2 separate regions of the Sus scrofa genome follow, and region 1 is linked to region 2. The links are chromatin contacts, called in public HiChIP or PLAC-seq maps. All regions are on one chromosome and are shown on one strand. Each heading gives the region's core, a stretch centred on a gene start, on an enhancer-like site or on the middle of the called end of the contact. The rest is flanking DNA. Distances are from core to core; before and after follow the strand shown. Region 1 has its middle 27 kb from the start of CFAP20. Region 2 holds the start of MMP15 (matrix metalloproteinase-15).

The links. HiChIP or PLAC-seq counts read pairs in DNA pulled down with a chosen protein or histone mark.
Region 1: a contact with region 2 is called in an H3K27ac HiChIP or PLAC-seq map of skeletal muscle. The contact joins the enhancer-like site here to the promoter of MMP15 in region 2. A contact is called at or near these places in 1 of 5 promoter capture datasets (fetal skeletal muscle), 5 of 47 Hi-C or Micro-C datasets (embryonic fibroblasts, epiblast stem cells, liver and 2 more) and 1 of 2 datasets of contacts at active chromatin or transcription factors (skeletal muscle).

The regions. Positions count from the first base shown.
Region 1 is chr6:19,939,576-19,945,006 of Sscrofa11.1, reverse strand. No RefSeq gene overlaps it. Among named protein-coding and RNA genes, the nearest start is that of CFAP20, 27 kb to the left of the region's middle. Within about 2 kb of position 1,721, at least 44 of the 83 cell types and tissues checked have an H3K27ac peak or open chromatin away from gene starts, as enhancers often do. A contact at or near this core is called in embryonic fibroblasts, epiblast stem cells, fetal skeletal muscle and 1 more, where this site is marked.
Region 2 is chr6:19,889,454-19,895,148 of Sscrofa11.1, reverse strand. MMP15 (matrix metalloproteinase-15) reads right to left here and starts at 4,282. Exons shown (of 10, transcript XM_021093941.1): 1 at 4,151-4,282.

The sequences.
Region 1 (5,431 bases), core at 472-2,971, 52 kb before region 2:
CCATCAGACTGTGTGCCCCAGAGGACGGAGCCCATGTCCGTCAACTTCCCTGCTGTATCCGCAGCACTTAGGATTGTGCCTGGCATGGGTTCGGTGCTCAGAGCAAATATTTTGAATGAATAAATGAATGAATTTTTTAGTGAATCCTAGGTTGCCTTGAATGCGGACCGGACTCCCTGGCTGAAGGTGATTGGATGATGAATTCTTGGTCTGGTCAGTGACCCAGGGCACAGCTATCAGGCCCCTCTGTCTGGAATTTGAATAGGGAAATAGAGAAGGGGCACTTGGCAGCAGAGCTCAGGAAATGGAAGTGAGAAATAGGCCCAACAGAGCAGGATGGAGTCGGCCCTTCCAAGAGGGAAGCAACCCTGGGGGAGAAAGTGGTACCTCCTCCCTCTCTTGGGCATCCCTTCATCTCCCCAGCCACCTCAAGTGGCCAGAGCAGGGAGGGCCGTGATCCCTGGGGCCTGTCCCCCATCCTAGAGACCCTCAGCCATGAGCAGCTTATTCTCATTCACAGGCCCCCGACTGAGCAAACACTGAGCCTCTGCTGTGCATCAGCTATGGGGCTGAACCTCAGCCCTACAGAGTGGGTTCTACCACGGGTAAGAGTCCAGAGAGGAACTCATAGTCCCAGCTTCATGGGGGCAGGGGGAGAGCAAGCACCTTGGAGGGAGCTGTGTTTGCTGTTTGCCTGAGAGCTGAGGGATGGGTGCAGGTTGGCCAGGAAAAAGAAAGGGGTAGTTAGTTTCCAGGCAGAAGGGACAGCACAGGCAAAGAGAGAGCCTGGCCAGTTGGAGGAATTGCAAGAAGTTCTGTGTGTCTGGGCAGGGCTTGGTGAGAGATGGGGCGAGAGACCACACTGGATGGGGTCTCCACTCTGGGGTCAGAGCCTGCCTGTGCCATGGCATCCAACCAAACCCTGTGAGGGGCAGCTGCACTTGAGCGACTTGTTCTCAGAGCAGAGCCAAGTGCCAGGCCTGGGGCCAGATAGAGCCGGGCCCCATCCCCAGCTCCGCAGCTGGCTGGCTGCGAGACCCCAGGCAGCTCGCTGCTCCTCCCTGGGGCGACTTCCGCATCTGTACTGCAGAGGGCCCAGCTTTGGAGGTGGGTGGGAGGATGGAGGGGGCAAGAAGGCAGTCTGGAGGGGTCAGGCAGCCCCACGTTTGGCCTTTATAGGGAAGCCCCTTTTCCAGAGCCCATTGCTGGCATCACTCCAGGTCCTCGGATTAGGCCTGAAAGGGATGGATTCCAATGTCTCCTGGCTTGAGTGGCTTTGTTCTTCTCGGAGAGACTGTCCCCATCTATAGACCAGGCCCTGGGCCGCTTGGCCCTCCACTCCCTGCCAGGCCCTGGGCTGCCTGGCTTTTCAGGGACGGCTGACTCACAGCTTTGGCAGCCCCAAGCTCAGCCTTTTCTTCCAGCTGGGGGCCGAAGGGAACCAAGCCTTTCTCTGGAGTCCTTCCCACACCGGAACTTCCTGGCAGCTTCAGGCCTTTGCAGAGGGGTCTGCGCCTTCACAGTTTGGTCCCGGGAGCCCTTTCTGGAGTTCTCACCTGTGCTCCTCACAGATGCACCTGCTAAGCAGGTGTTACTGCCCCACTTTACAGGGGCTGAGGGAGGTGGGGAGCCCTAAGGTTCCGGAGGGAGTAGGAGCTCTGCCTGAGGCGATGAGGCTGGGCAGACCAGCCGGGAGGGAGGGGGAGGGGAGGAGCTGCTCCTCTCTTCTCACAGGGACAGAGCTCTGCTTGAGGACTTGGCATCAGGCCCCGGGCCAACCTGTAGGGGAAGGATCAGGCTGTCCGAACATTCCCTGAGGGCTGAGCCCTTCTTTCCTTGGGATCCTGCCAGGCTGGAGATCTGGTGTGTCAGGGTGGCTGTCTCCATAGGGAGCACATGGGTTAAAGGTATGGCTTTTGGAGTAAGACAGCCTTGAATCTGAATCCCAGTTCTAGTTCTTTGTCAATACGTAGCTTGAAGAGTTCCCTCCGTTCTCAGATGGAGAATCATTGTCCTGTGGGTAGGACATTGTCGTTCCCCACCCCCCGCCCGCCCGCAGGGCGGGAGAAAGGGGGAATGAAATCATCTCTCTGTTCATTTGAAGAAATAGTCATTGGGCACCTATTGTGTATCAGGTGGTGGGACATGAGATAAATGAAAAATGAATGTGTTTCCTCATCGAACTCACACTCAAAAACACAGATGCAACAAATGACACAGTAGGCTGCAAGGTGAGGAGCTGGGATAAGGGGAAGTAGAGCCAGCAGTGGGAGGCAGAGGGGAAGGGGTCAGAGTGAGCACCTTTGAGGTGATGAGAGAGTTCAGACATAGGGAACAGTGTTCTGGATGGAAGGAACAGCGTTGCAAAGTACCTGCATGGACTGTGCAGGTGACTCAAGCAGCAGTGAAAGCAGAGGGGGTGAGGGGTAGAGTGGATGAGAATGTGGTCAGCGATGTGTGGTGGGGATGGGGGCTGCCCCTCCTCTGTGACCAATTCCTCAGGAATTCACTCCTCTGCAGCTGTGAAACCCCACCTCCTCCTGCTGCCCTTTGTCTCCTTTCTCCTTTCCTGCCATCACATGGCCTCTTCCTCAGGTCCTTGGGCCCAGAGGCCTCCCCCAGTATGGCTTGTGACCCTCTTCCCCACAGGGCAGCCCCCACCCCAGCTGAGCTCCCTGCCTCTGCCTCCTGTTTGAGGAGGGTGCTGTGTCTGCTCTGGCCAGTTTCAGGGAGCATCACAAAGGCTCCTTTCACCAGAGGGCATTGTAGGGGGACTGGGAGGGGACGCGGTGCCCTCCTGCCTGTGGGCATAAAGACCCCCTTTCTCTTGTGCTGCGTCAGTCCTCTGTCTCTCTCTCTACTGGCAGGCAGAGGGGCCCCGTGCAGGGAGATTCTTGTCCTTCCTTTTAAAGTACTGGGGCCAGGCCAGACAATGACGGTGATTTATAGTTGCTGGGCCGCGGGGCTGCCTGCTGGGGTGGCATTGATTGGCCAGGAGTGCCTGGATGCAGAGAACCCTGCACCACTGGGTCTGGGGGTGTCTGCCTAGGACCCCACAGGGGGAGCCCTGACTTACCAGCTATTAAGTGAAAGGGTGCTGGTAATTTCAGACTCCTCCAGCTCTGCTGTGCTGGGCTGCTGCTTCAACTGGCCTCTGCTTGAGTCTGTTAGCTCTGGATTTCTCAGCCCCAACTCATGTCAGAACCCTTGCACTGCAGCTCCGACATTCTGTGCTGGACAGAAACCAGGAAGTGGGAGCACACAGGAGCCACAGGGATCATCGGAGGGGATGAGGGGGAGCTGGGGGAACAACTTAGAGGTATGATGCCCACATATGCCCGCAGAACAGCTGGATCTGTGGTGGGGAGTGCTAGAGAGCCGGAGAGAGAGGGATGGGGAGCGGGTGTGCAAAAGGAGGGAGAGAGAGGAGCCAGGAGAGAGGAACACACACACACAGGAACAAGAGAGAAATGATTCAGAGGAAAAGAGAGGGGGAAAGCAGGAGGGGGAGGGGGAGAATGGGAGAAAGAGGATGAAAGAGGTGGAGGCCAGAGCCAGGCGGAGCAGAAAGCAGAGCAGGTGAAACGCCAGAGGACTTCTCCCCAGTCCTCACTGACCTTCCCTCCCACTGCCCGCCCCACGCCTGCATCCCCACCCGAGGCCTCGCTGGCCGGGGAGGGAGGCAGGGGCATGGTGGGTGCTTGTCTGTCCTGCAGTGGGGATGATCTTGTTGGACGTAAGCAGGAACTCTTATTATTTATTTATTTATTTTTATGGCCACCCCTGCAGCATATGGAAGTTCCCGGGCAGGCATTGAATCCGAGTTGCAGCTCTGACCTGCACTGTAGATGTGGCAACACTGGACTGTTTAATCCACTGCACCGGGCCAGGGTTGACCTGAGCCTCTGCAGCGACCTGAGCCACTGCAGTCAGCTTCTTTACCCACTGTGGCACAGTGGGAACTCCTAGAAGGAACTTCTAGATTAAACAGCATGACAGGCCCACAAGGGAAGTAGCCCTTCATTGGAGCCCTGGCCTTCCTGAAGCAGGGGACTGGCCACCATGACCTCCCGTCTTGTCTTATTCTGAGTTGATAGTACCCCCCCGGGAAGAAGGCAGGGTCATGGTCAGGGGCTTAGGCGCCGGAGTCAAGCTGGGCTGGTGTGGTCACAGCATCTGTCCAGGTGGGCCTCCTGACCGACCGGCTCCTCTCCACCCCCAGCTTTTGTTCTAGGAAAAGGCAGCTGGGGGAGGGGGTGGAGGGCAGGAGTGTTTCCAGGGAAAAAAACAGATCCTTCCATGGAACAGGCAGCTGGCGCCTCCATCTCCCGCCACTTCACCCCTCCGCCTCCATCCTGTCCCCCTCCTGCCACCGCCTCCATTCCTTCCTTCCTCCCCTCTGGCAGGAGGAGCCCAGCAGCTGGAAAAGCCATGCTCTGCTCCCAACTCCCACCTCAGCAGTGCTGAGCCCAGGGTGGCCCTGCAGAGGGTGTGTGTGTGCGTGTGAGAGAGAGAAAGCACTGCCTGGCCACCATCGCCTGTAATGCTGGCAGCGGGAGAGGCAGCCTGAGCTGACCACTTGGAGCCTTGGTTTTGTCATCTGAAATATGGGCATGACCCTTGCCCTGCTTCCCTAATAGGGTCACAGAAACCAAGGAGGGAGGGGCAGGAACATGTCCCTGAGGCCCCCTGATCCCTCATACCAGTCATCAAGGCAGGTGCTGTTATTAATGTCCCCTTTTCCCAGCGAGAGCCTGAGGCTCAGAGATGTAAAGGGCCCACAGCAGGAAGGGTAGCCCAGAGACTGCAGCCCAGTTCCGACCAACACGTTACCCACAAGGCCCCTGGGCGCCGCTTCCTCCCTCCAGGGCTCTGAGGCTCCTAGTCCCTCATGCTGAAGAACTGCCTCTCCCCAGGGACTGGGGGGCCCTTCCTGACTTAGTGGACTTTCAGCAGGCTGTCTCAGCCTAAAGAATCCCCACAGCCACCCCCCTCCCCCCGTCCAACTCCTTGTCATTTATTTGAGGAGCCTGAGGCCCAGGGGCCTAGAGCTTTAGGTTGCAAAACACGTGGGACAGAACTGGGATTCCGGCTTCCTGCCTAATGGTCCTGGCTGTGGGCTGTTTTTCTCTCTTCCTTCCTCTAAGCCCGAACTAGTTCCTGGAAGGGTTATCAACACAGGCATGCTCCCCTTCCTCTCTCTTTTCTGCCTGGCCCAAACCCCACCTAACCCTCCCCAAATGGGGGGCTCAGCTGGGCAGGGATGCTGAGTGAGGCTTCTGGACATCCCTTCTGGCTCCCTTTCCCTTTCTGAGGTGTAAGCTCTGCCTCCTGCAGGCTGCTCAGCAGGACCCAGCCCTTCTCCAGACCTCATCTTCACCCTGACCCCCTCATCCCAGTGTAAACACCGTGGCCTTTGGCTGAGGCCCCT
Region 2 (5,695 bases), core at 3,033-5,532:
TTTCGAGGGATTTTGGAGGAAGTCTTCTTTGGGGGTGTATTTGTGTATTGTGTCCCTCCACCCTCCTCAGGGTGGGGCCAAGAAAGGTGTTTGTGTCCAGGAGCCAGAACTGATAGACAGATACGGAGCACACACTGGGCTGTCCTCTGCAAGGAGACAGAGGGGACCCCAGGGCTGCCCAAACACGGGGGCCCCCGGCAAAGGCTGGCCTGAAGGGCGTGGCCCAGTTGGATCCAGGTCCCCGGCAGCACCAATCAGCCCAGTTCTCTCTGGGGTCTGAAATAGCATATGGAGAGGAGAGGCTTGTAAGTGATAAGAGGACAGACGCAAAAGCACAGCGGGGAAAAAGGAGGAGGAAGATCAGCTTCTGGAGGTTCCCAAAGCCAAGGGCCTCACAGGAACCCCTTCTCCTCCAGGGCGGGCACAGCTGCCCCTGCAGCTTCTGTACCACCAAGGAAAGGTCACGAATAAGAGCGCACCAGTGGGGCCCCTCGGGCCATCATGGAAGCGTGGACAGAGACTGGGACACAGCTCGCCAGTCAGACCGGAAGGTCCAGAGCAGAATTTGAGCTGCCCCCCACCCTTTGTGTGCCTTCCTGCTCAGATGCCAAGGAGAGGAAAGGAAGACACGCAGGAGTCTGTTCAGGGCAGGTGGGTGTGTCCATGTTTCAGTGGCCATGCCACCACACCTGTGAACTCTGGCAGCCTGAGTCACCTCCAGGGGGTGAGGCAGGTGGGCTGAGGGCCTCAAGGGGTGTCTGGGGAGGACAGGGAAGGAGGTGGGGGGAGACCAGAGCTTCTCTGGTGAAAACCAAAGGCACTGGGGTGGATGAGGTGCTGTAGCCAGAAAGAGCAGCACAGAGATCTGAAGGGGGGCCTGACCTCTCAGACTGGGGAGGCCGGGAGTGACAGCTGGCGCCTCAGTCAGGCAGGGCCTGGGTCTGTGTAGGCCAGAATGTCTGGAGACTGGGACCTCATAGCCAAGGGAAGGAGTGGGACAGGGCAGAGTTGTTCAGTGGTGGCTTCCCCAAGGACAGCCTTCTCGAGCCTGGGGCCTGGCAGGGTGCAGGTGACTGCTGGCTCCTAGCACATGCCAGACTCCCTGATTCTTTAGTCTGACGAAACTCCTCTGGTTTCTGCCCTGGGAAGGAGAGACAGGCCTTGGCTCAGTTGTCAAGCTGCTCAGAGAAGAGATAGTCCCAGCCATGACCTGACCTGAGGTCTAGAGTTGTGGTCAAGGACCAAAGCCCTTCTCCAAAGGACGAAGGCTCTGGACACAGGGTGCAGCCAGGCTCAGGAGTCTCCGAGGCTGGTCCATGGATAGCATGGACCTGGGGACAGCTATCCCACAGCTTTGGGGAAAATGGGATGACTGCTGAAGACATTCGACTCTTTGGACTCAGATCTGGCCAGACTTGACAGGACTCCAAGGAACAGCCTATACCCCAAAGCCAACTCTAGGCTCTAGGATAGCCCACCTGTCTCCAGCCCTCCATCTACCTTGGCTTCCAACATCCAAGGGGCCCCTGTACCTTCCAGACTTTCTTCCAGCAACAGCCCAACCCATGTTTCCCCTGAGGAGAGGGGCTGCAAATCAGTCACAGAATCTCTAGCCGGTGCCACCACAGACACAGGGTCTGTGGCCCTGGTGCAGGCCCTGGCCTATGGCTGCTGGAAGAGGAGGGGATGGTGGAGAAGCAGAAGCAAAGGAAAGGGAGAATGAAAGCCCTCAGACTGTTAAGTCCTAGTGCCCCAGCCATCAAAGATGCCAATTCACAATGCCTGGCTACCAGACTCCAATTTGGTCCATAATTGCTTTCTGTGCAGAGATGCCATTTCTAAGCAGATTATAAACTCCTTGGAGGTGGGTCTGTGACTTGCAGTTCTTTGGTATTCAACTCCAGAGAATAGCAGGTGGGCCTAAACAGCATCTCTACCCAGTCCCGGGATGGCAGGCTTAGGGGCAATACCCACCAGCAGGAGCCTCCTATAAGCCCCTGCCTTCCTGGCTGTGCGAATGGGGGGCAGGAGTGGTGGAGCTGGACTGGGCCTGGCCTGGCTCCCTGCAGCTTTCCCTGGCCAGGCCAGAGTGGTAGGGCAGAGCAGGTGGGGAACTGGCTGGGAGGTGTAACTTGAGCTGGGAGGAATTCCCTGCCCTTCCTCCGAGCTTTTATTAAAGTAGGGCGGGGAAGGGCAAGCTTCCATCGGAAAAATCTCCCAGGCAGCCGGGGAGGTGGGGAAGCCGCTGGGGGTTGGGAGGGAGCACCGGCCTGGCTGCAAATAGAAACCGGCCCTCAGGCCCGCAGTCCAGCGTCAGAGGCAGGAGGCCCCAGGCCGGCCCAAGGGCACTGAGGCCCGAGCCCACCGGATCCCGCGGAGGCGGATGTCTCCCCACCATGCACCCAGTCCTCTCCTCTTCTCTGTGGAGGGGAGCTGGGTCTTAGAAGTCGAGAAAGAACGTCCTCGCTTTTGCTCTGGGTCAAAGGAACTGGTACCCCCACTGTCCCTAATCCGGAGAACGACATTCGGCGACCCTCTGGAGCCGGCTCTGCGCCAGGAGGCCGCACCTGATCACCCACAGGACCGATCCCAAAGACAGTCTCCAGTAGGGAATTATGACGGGCTCCTGGTGAAAATATCTTGGGAGCCCACCCTCTTTGGACCTGGGCCTTGGTGTAGGGGCGCTGATGAAAGAAGCGCCAGAGGAGGCCGGGTCTCCGTAGATCCCACCTGGCCGTGGCGCGGCTTGCGCACAAGAGCCCAAGAAAGTCACCAAAGCGCCCCCTCAATTCGAATCTGCAGCCTCGGAGGTTCGCACCCCCTTCCTCTATGCCAGCTCGCCGCGCGCGGCTCAGTGTCACCCAAACTAGAAGCTACCTAAACGGGAGCGCTGCCTGCTGTGCCCAAGAACCCCCCCTCCCGCCCCCAAGCAGCCCCTTCCCCATTCGCAAAGAACGTCACCGCGCGTCCGCAGGGTTCTCGAGGAATCCGGTGTCCGGGTGGGAGGGAAGGAGAGGAGAGAGGGCTGGGGGGCAGCAAAAGCCACTCCCGGGACTCGGGCTGGGAAGGAACAGTGCCCAGGGCAGGGATGTGGGGGTAGAGAAAGGGAGCAAGCCCTACGCCTTCCAAAGTTTGAGAAGAGGTGCACCGCCAAGGGCCAGCTTTCCGGGTCCCCTTTCTTCCCCGTCCCCAAATCCGGGTCAGGGGTTCATCGCCGCGCTCTTCCCCCCTTCAGCTGCGGCGTGGCTTCCTCCCCACCCCCAAATCCCCCGGCCCCAAGTCCTCCAACCCCGGCAAAGGGCCTGGGCGAGGGTCCTTACCTCGGCATTGACTTCTGCGTCCTCCGCCACTGCGCAGGGGCCCAGGCAGCTCAGAAGCACCAGCAGCAGCTGTAGCAGTCGCGGCCGCTCAGCCGCCTCCCGGCCGCTAAGAAGACTGCTTGCCCAGCCCGGCCGTGCGGGCGCGCTCCGGTCGCTGCCCATGCCCTCAGCGCCCAGCCTGGCCCAGAGCGCTGCCCGCGGGGCTCTCTCGCTCGCCGGCGCCGGGTCCCCGCACGCGGCTAGGAAACTTGCGACGCTCCCTGGTTCCCCGCCCGGCGGGAGCGCGGCAGACCAACTGATAGCCGTCGCCGCCGGAGCCGCTTAGGTCTCCTCGGCAAATTCCCACGGCCAAGGAGAAGCGGGCCGGGCCGGTCCGGGCACACGGAACCGGCCCACGGGGGAGAGAGTGGGCCAGAGCCGCCCGCCTCGGGGTCCTGCAGCCTCAGCGCCTGGGGCCCGGCTCCCAAGAGCAAGCGCAGCTCCCTGAGCCTTTGTCTCAGCGCTCCGGCCGCCCGAACCCGCGGCGCCCCCCGCGCGCCCAGCCCCTTCTGTCCATGCCCGGGCCGGGCGCTGCCCAGAACGCGCGCCCCCCGCCCGTGGGTCCTGCTCTCCCGGCACCGAATGGGCCGGGGTGCCCGTGCAGGCCAGCGATGAGGCGCAGGGAACCGGTCGGTGCTAGAGAGCGAGCCAGGGAGCCGGCGCCCGACGTTCCCGGCGAATTCCGCGCAGCTCCGGGCGCTCCCGACCCTCCTCCCCGCGATCCACGGCCGCCGCTCTTAAAGGGCCAGTGCAGAGTGCGCGCGGACCCAGGCGGGGGCTGGGGGCGGTACCTCAGCCAGAGGCTTCTCAGCAGCAGGTGCGGGCGGTGGAGCCAGACAGGCGGCCCTTATACTCTTCCCATACGGCGAGAATGCTCCTCAACCCGCCCCCGTCACTCCAATCCCTGCTTTGGGGGAGCCGGGTTGACCCCCAAGCGGCCCGCCCAACAGAGGGAGGGGCAAGAAGGAATGAGGACGCCTCTTTCTCCCGTGTAGTGGGTGGGTGGTGGTGATACTGAGGCAGCAGTGGCAGGAAGGAGGGCCGGAGGAGGAGGGACTTAAGTATCCTGTGGTCTTAGACTTAAAAAAAAAAAAAAAAAAAAAAAAAAGTAAACAAAGATTTAGAGATTCGTTGGCTTGAGGCCTCTTTTCAAAAGACTCTGGACCTTAGGGACTTTTCTCAGTCGCCAAATGAGGTGTTGGATACCTTGGGTGGACAGTGCTGTGCGACAGAGACGCAGTTGCCATCCTGGGTTGCCACGTACCTGCAGCACAGAGGTGGGCAAGTTACTTAATTTTTCTGAGCCTCCAAGTCCTTATCTTGGAGGATAAAGAACACAGGGCAAAGGGCTGGGGTGGGGCACGAAGTGTGCTTCAGTTTCCTGGTCTAGCACACATTAGGTGTCCAAGCAAAGAACCCTATTTTGTGCAAGTGAAACGTGACACCCACAGGGTGCTAGGCGGGGTGGGCAAAATTCCGGCAGAGCAGAGCTCTAAGAAGGGTTAGGTTTAACTCTATTCCAAGAGCAACTTGAGATCCGGTTGGTTCAGATGCTGAAGGCTTAAGACGGGAGGCCTGGGTCTAATGTCCTTGGAGGCTGCACGTCCAGACCAAGCGAAGACCAGGCCCAGCTGACTGGCAGCAGGGTCAGGAGGTGAAGGCCCTCCGAGGGAGGGAGGCAGGAGACCTTCCCTCTCCAGCACCACCTCCCAGCTCCGGAAACAGATGCTCTCCTTACCTGAGGGCGCATTTCTCCTAAAGTAAGCCCTCAGGTGGCTGGCAGGCCTCCTGTCCTGGAAATGCGCAGAGATCTGGCGGAGCAGAAAAGGCCTGTTCAGGGACCTGTCAAGTGATGAAAGCGCTCTGTTAAAGAGAACAGGCAAAAGTTAAAGTGGTGAAGATCGATTTTATTAAAAACAAAACCAAAAAAACTATTTCAGTAGAAACTCCTGTACAGAACTGGGTCTGATTTGAAATACAAACAGGAGAAGTGGGGATTTACTGCCAAGGGGCAAGAGGGGGGTGGGGGACAGAAAATTACTAAGAGACATCAAGTCGTGGGCAGGCGGGGGACTCTGGCTGAAGGCAGGTGAGAGTGATCCGATGTCCTCTAGGCCTGGGTGGGGATGCTGAGTTTGACTAGATATCAAGGGTGGGGAATTCAGCTAAACTGACCTTAGTAAGATTCTTGCTAAAACTGGGTTCTAGAAGGAAATACAGGAATGGGCCTTGTTGGGGAGAAGGTTCAAAGGAACCTGACTAAAATTCGGTCAAGCAGAGAACCTTTGTCAGTCTCCCCTTTTATTCCAGGGAAGAAGAGGCATTCTTCTTTCTTC